Linked DNA regions of Mus musculus: region 1 is linked to region 2. Evidence: chromatin contacts called from public ChIA-PET data. All regions are on one chromosome and are shown on one strand. The core of a region is the stretch at or near the end of the contact, and the rest is flanking DNA. Distances in the headings are between cores, read along the strand shown. Region 1 overlaps Spata13 (spermatogenesis associated 13). Region 2 holds the start of Spata13 (spermatogenesis associated 13).

Region 1 (3,246 bases), core at 683-3,182, 75 kb after region 2:
AGTGGTCCGTTATTAGAATGCAAACATAGGAACAAAGTAAAGATGAAAGAGAAGGGACTGGGGTGGGGGGTTGGCGGGGTGGATGTAGCTCAGTGATAGCATTTGTCTTCATGCAGGAAGACCTGTGTTCCTCCCATCCATCCCCCAAAACAAAGCAGAGGACCATGAGAGGAGAACTAACTTCTCTGTCTTCTAAAATCACGTCTGTCCCCAGTGATTAATCACCAACCATTCCTAGAACGGACCCAGGCTCGGAACATCCTGGGCGAGCTCTCTACCATAAAGCAACACCACCTTGCCTTGTTCTGCTTTTGGGTTGCAGGTTAGACCATCAACACCATTGGCCCCCAGCACATCTGGCAAGGATTTCTTAAGTGCCTAGTGAGCACTTTAAGGTTATGGAATATTCATGTAAAGGCTCTATCTTGGTGAAAGTCAAACTTCTTTGCTTAGCTGTGCCAACTAACTCATGAGCATACTCATACGGTCATGGAATAGTTTATATAATAACTTATATGCTCAGTTTCATATTGAAAACCTGCGAGGTGCTTTCTTAAATTACCTGTAAAATTCTCTGGGGCGGGGGTGGGGGGAGAAATTCTATATTGGGCTTGGGCTGTGTGTTAAAGTTTTTCCTGCCAAGCTCAGCACAATGTCCTGCTTGTAGCAAACACTCTAAAACCCTTGCTTAAGTCAGTTGAGTTGAATTCTTCAAGTAAAGTTATAAGGCCAGTGTGGTGGCACACAGCTGTGACCCCAGCTCTTGTGAGAAGGAAGTGGGGGGGGGGGTGAGGAATTCAAGTCCGTTCAGCCAAGGGAGACTATTGTGGGTTATGAGACCATGCCTCAGAGACAAGCAAAAGACACAAGCAAAAGTGAAGTTAAAGATATGACAAGGTCTTTAAGATCCTTTTGTTTTCAGGTGCTCCACTTGTTGGGAAATATTTCTAACTAAACTAAAGCAAACTGTAATGTATCTAAATGCAAGGCACAGTTGAGGCAAGGATAGTCAGAGATACTTAGAACACACTTTGTTTCGGATCGTCAAAATAGTATTGTGCCCCAGACATGGTGCTTGTGCCTATAATTCTAGAATTCAGGATGCTGAGGCAGAGAACTTGGGGGATTGAGGCCAGCCTGGTCTACAAAGTGAGACCCTAGTATACACCCTAAAAAGCCCAGGAGGGGAGACAGCTCATTAGTAGGGGAGACAGTTCTTATTCCTCTTATAGAACACCCATATGAAGCAGCTCACTTACACCTTTAACTGCAGTACAAAGGGATCAGACACCCTCTTTGGGCCTCTGCAGGTACCCACTCATATGTCTGTCTGTCTCTGTCTCTCTGTCTCTCTCTCCCCCTCTCTCTCATACACCCAAACTATGTAAGATAAAAAACAATTTTAGTGAATTATTTATTTTAACTTTATGAGCATTGGTGTTTTGCTTGCATGTATGCCAGTGTGAGGGTGTCAGATCCCCTGGGACTGGAGTTACAAATAGTTGTGAGCTGCCATGTAGGTGCTAGGAATTAAATCCAGGTCCTCTGGTAGAACAGCTAGCACTCTTAATCCTGAGCCTCCTCTCCAGCCTCCTAAATAAGTTCTTTTTAAATAAAAGCTGTCACTGGAGATCTGTGACCATGCCTGTGTGCTGTGGTCCTGCCCTTGCATCCTCGGATGCTGCTATGGTCACCGTGCTTTCCTAACTGTCGCTCACAGCTCTGCTGCTGCCTCAGCCTTCCTCTCCCTCAGAGGCCTCTCTTTCTCTCCCTGTTCCCCACCGGCATGTCTCTCACAAGTAGGAAGAAGTGTGACAGAGCCAGCTTTGAAGCTGCCTGTTGGAACTTTAGAACAGCCTATTGCTACAGAGCTTGGTGCAGCATACAGCTGCTGGCGGGGGTTTGAAGAAGACACTCCACATCTGCCAGTGGCTTCAAGGCGAGAACACAGAACTGTTTTGTGGCTCGCAGGAGCTGAGACTTCCTGGCACCTTCTCACAGCTTCTCACTTCCTTTCACAGCCAGCAGCCAGGCCTCCTGTGCCTGCACACCAAGTTCCACCCTACAAGGCTGTGTCTGCCCGCCTCCGGCCCTTCACCTTCTCTCAGAGCACTCCCATCGGGCTGGACCGCGTGGGGCGGCGACGGCAGATGAAAACATCCAATGGTGAGTCTTGGGGCTTCCTGGAATCTTTTGTCTGGGACCAGGGAGCCTGAGGCACCAAGGGATTCTGCACTTTTCCCATCTTGTGGCCAGGGCAGTGTGGAAGTTATTATCTGGGTTACTCAGGATTTCAAACTCCTGTCAAGTCTGCATGTCTCTTGAGTTGCTGCAGAGCCATGCCAGGGTAAACCGATGACCAGGCTAGAGACCTAAGGTTCTGGTGTGGAGGGTAGTTTTTTGGTTTTTTGAGGATGCAGGAATGGGGAGCTGAACCTCGCCTGGCTTCTGCCAGCCTCAGGGCTCCCTGGCTGGCCCATGCAGCCTGTCTCCACCTGCACACTCTGTGACATTCGCCCTGTTGCAAATGTGCCTTCTTTTGTAAGGACATCCGTCTCAAGTGGGCCCCTTCCCCACCCCAAGGCCCTCATCCTAACTCGCCACCTGCAAAGACCGTGTTTCCATCTAGGTCACAATTAGGGGTCTGGAGCAGGGATGCCACCATCATTTGGGGGTTCAGGTCAATCAAAAGTGCTTTAGCGAATTGTCCCGATGTCTATCATGCCTGCATGTGCTCAGATACCAACAAGGATCAGAAAGGCATGGAAAACACTAGGTTATGAGGAACAGAGGGGGTCTCTCCTCAGCCTTCACATACAGCCAAGAAGCCTGTTTCATGGTCTATGTGACTTTTTTTTTTTAATTTATAAAGAAAAACAGAGACAAACCTCTTAGGGTTCTTTGTTTGAAAACAGTAAAACTAACTGACTAGTTTAAGAAAAAAGGGTGTTGGGGTGCATTCATTTGGTGGGGTGCTGGCCCAGCACTCACAAAGCCCTGAGCTTAAACCCTAATGTAAAACGGCGCAGAGTGGAACATGCCGGGAGTCTCAGTACTTGGGAGATGGAAGCAGGAAAACCAGAAGTTCAGGGTCCTCCTCAGTTACAAGTGTGGGGCTAACTTGGGCTACGTGAGACTCTGAATTGAAAGGAAAAAGAAAAGATGGCGTGGTGGTACACGCCTTTAACCCCAACACTTAGACAGATCTTTGAGTTTATGGCCGGTCTGATCTATAGAGCTAGTTCT
Region 2 (3,108 bases), core at 398-2,897:
ACAACCCAGAGATACTACCTAATACATTTGGTGCCTGTTTTTAATTAAGACAGAATTTCTCATGGTATTTTAGGGTTACAGAATATGGAGTGGCAATCACAGAGTTTTGACCCCCCTCCCCCATATCTTGTCATTAGCATTGTAGTACTTACATTCCTGCTCATGAACCAGAAGTGGTGGACCATAAGGAAGCAACACACGCAGCCTGTTTACAGGGTTCACTTTGGCACGTGTGTCATGGTTCTCTACAGATGCACAATGGCATGGACTCTCCATTACAGCTTGGGTTTTTCAGTAGTTAAAGACATACACACAATTAATTTAGGGAGGAGAGATGGTTCGGCAGTTAAGCCCAATTCTTACCCTTCCTGAAGACCACAGCTTGGTTCCCAGGACCCACATTGAGAGGCCCCCAATCGCTTATAACTCCAGCTCCAGGAGGTGTGATTCCTTTCTTTGCCTTCACAGGCAGGAACACACAAATGGAGTACACTCACTCACACAGACACGCATGCACATAGAAACAAAATAAGAGTTGGAGTAGAATTGAGGGTGAATGTGATCAAAATAGGTTGTGTGAAATTCTCAAACAAATGCATTACTCTATTAAAATAATCTAAAAGTTAATTTAAACTTTTTTATTGGTGCATTACACGTTCTTTTGTCTAAGACAGTGATTGTTCTTTGGTTAAGAAGCTTCTAATATTTAGAATAATCATGCTGGCATATTGTTGCCATTCAAAGGAATCGTCTCAGCAAACCACAAGTTTTAAAAGAATGCACTTGCCTTATGAATTCCTCAGAAATAACCACAGCACATTTTGGAAGGGTTGTGTGTGTGTGTCACAGATCCTGGCATTGAAGAGCTGCTTCCCCTCTGTGGTCTCAGTTGAGCCAAGTTAGGAAAGTAGGAGTTCTTTGAGAGTTCATAGTCCAGGCTCTGGGAAAACAGAAGGTCAAAGCATCTTAAAGCTGAGTTTCCATGGACTTAAAAGGAGAACCCGCACAGAGAATAGCCCTGAGCCTGAACGGAGAAGAGTCCAATAGGAGGAGGTGGGACAGTGGGCGTCAGGCGGTCACCCAGGCAACGCAGCAGCTCACCGGGGCGGAGGCAGCATGTTGGCCGGTAGGGAGCAAGAAAGAGTCCGTGTATGGTGCCAGTGTGTGAGTGGCTGCGGTGATCCGCAGTGGGACTCGGAGGTGTGGGACAGAGTCCGGGTCTTACTAGGGAGTAATCCTTTGAGAAGATGAAACGAGAAAGAGGAGTTGCTAGAGAAGGTTAGTAGGGCGGAGGCATGACTTGGAGTGAGTGAGTGGCACGAAGGCATAACCTGGAGGTGGAGCGGGTGGAGGTAGTGAGAGGCGGGGAATGAAGTGAGGTAGGTTGAGAGAGTCCTCTGAGACCAAGGGCGTGGTCTGGCCTGGGGACTTGAACCGAACGGTTTGGGGTTGGTCGAAGGAAAAAAAATTCTCTAGCGGGTAGAGGCAAGGAAGATGAGCTGGGGGCGTGGCTCCTTGAAGAGGAGGCTGGACCAGCAAGGAGGGCTGCGAGGACCCCAGGAGCGGGTTCGGGGGCGTGGCTTCAGGGGAGCGGTGTGGAGGCGTGGCTTCGGGAGCGGGCTGGGGGCGTGGCCCGTGGGAGGAGGCGGCTGAGCGCGGGAGGGCGGAATCAGCGCTGCTCTTTCTTGGAGGCCACGGCGCGCAGAGCCTGGCGAGCTCGCGGCTGCATCCCTGCTGGAGCCGGCTGGGCAGCAGGACCTCTTGGACACGCTGGCTTTGGAGCTTCGGTGGAGTGGGGACCGTCGAGGTGAGGCTACCCAGAGAGGCGCAAGGCTCTGCGGGGCGCGGGCTCTCGGGTGGGTATCGCGGAGGAACTGAGCGCCTCTGTGACCCAAGGGTGCCCCGCTGCCAGCTCCTGCTTGTGGCTCGTGGGACGGACTGGGACTGCTCACCTGTTGCGCCACCGTGAGCGCTCCGCCTGCTAGCGGCTGCTCTGGGCTAGCCCGGCAGCGCCCCCCGGGGAGGGCGCGGTGTGCTGTTCTTGCCGGTGCCTTTCCCCCCGGGACGTCAGGGATTACCCTGAAACTCTATCTACCCGCGCTCCCTGCTTGCTGGGCGGGCTGCGGGGTTGCGCCAGGACGACGGACAAAGGTTGGCCGCCACTGGCCCCTTGAATGCTTCCTTCCTCGGAGGGCGTGACCTGTGCATGGAGGGGATTGGGGTTGCGTTTTAAATTGGAGCACTCAGATTAGAAAGCAAGTTTCTCCTTCTGGGACGCAGCCTAAAAGACTTGGGGACTTTATCGTTACTTGTATAGAGAGTGAGTTGGCAGAATTGGGTTGGCTCCATATCTGTTCGGGATATGGGGAATTGCTATACTGGCTAGACTCTGGGATGGGACGACTGCCGCAGGAGAGGAATTCAGGTGGCTTGTGCTGGCGGACCCCACTTCTTAACAGCAAAGTTGCAGAGTCGGAGCAAATTTCTTCCCCGAGTGAAAGAAGACAAAAAAATCCCAACAGCAAACACAAGCGAGCCAAGCTACTATAGTTGCTGCCCAGCATGGGATCATGGCATTGATAAGTAGAATAGTTATTTGAATTTATTCACTGCTGGTTACCAAGGCTTCTTAGAGCCGTATCTCTCCCTCCCCCACTATTTTTTTCAGGCCCCTTCCACCCCATTTCTGTTGTCTAGTGTTTTCTAAATTCTCCAGACCTTCTAGGTTTTTGCCCATCTTTTTTGATCCCACTTTTAAAGCACAGAAATTTCACCCTGTTTGCTTTTTTTCCCCTCACTCTTGTTTTCTTTTTTTTTTTTTTACCTTTCCTAGCAAATGCTCCCTTTCCCTGCTATTCATCGCCCCCTTTCAAACTTCCTCACCGCATTGTTCTCTTGGTACGGGTTAATTATGCACCCCCACCGAGTGGGGCTGAACCTTGTTCTCTGCCCCTCCCCCACCCTCTAGAGCCTTTGGGGAGGTTGCTTTCTATCCAGCGTTTTAATTATTTTTCACTCACCTCCTTGGCCCCCAACTTGCCGCCCCACCCCCACCCGTTTCGTGAGCCTTTCCTTTCTTTGTGACCTGTGTGTTACCGGGCACTCTTT

Evidence for each region. ChIA-PET counts read pairs in DNA pulled down with a chosen protein or histone mark.
Region 1: a contact with region 2 is called in an RNA polymerase II ChIA-PET map of effector CD8 T cells, with 10 read pairs. The contact joins the enhancer-like site here to the promoter of Spata13 in region 2. A contact is called at or near these places in 1 of 39 promoter capture datasets (macrophages), 2 of 115 datasets of contacts at active chromatin or transcription factors (effector CD8 T cells and pancreatic cancer cells) and 2 of 9 other capture datasets (adipose tissue and liver).

Annotation. Positions count from the first base shown.
Region 1 is chr14:60,707,404-60,710,649 of GRCm38.p6, forward strand. Spata13 (spermatogenesis associated 13) reads left to right here. Exons shown (of 13, transcript NM_001033272.2): 4 at 2,022-2,166. Among named protein-coding and RNA genes, the nearest start is that of Gm41165, 25 kb to the left of the region's middle. Within about 2 kb of position 1,933, at least 90 of the 459 cell types and tissues checked have an H3K27ac peak or open chromatin away from gene starts, as enhancers often do. A contact at or near this core is called in effector CD8 T cells, where this site is marked.
Region 2 is chr14:60,633,058-60,636,165 of GRCm38.p6, forward strand. It overlaps Spata13 (spermatogenesis associated 13), which reads left to right and starts at 1,648. Exons shown (of 13, transcript NM_001033272.2): 1 at 1,648-1,807.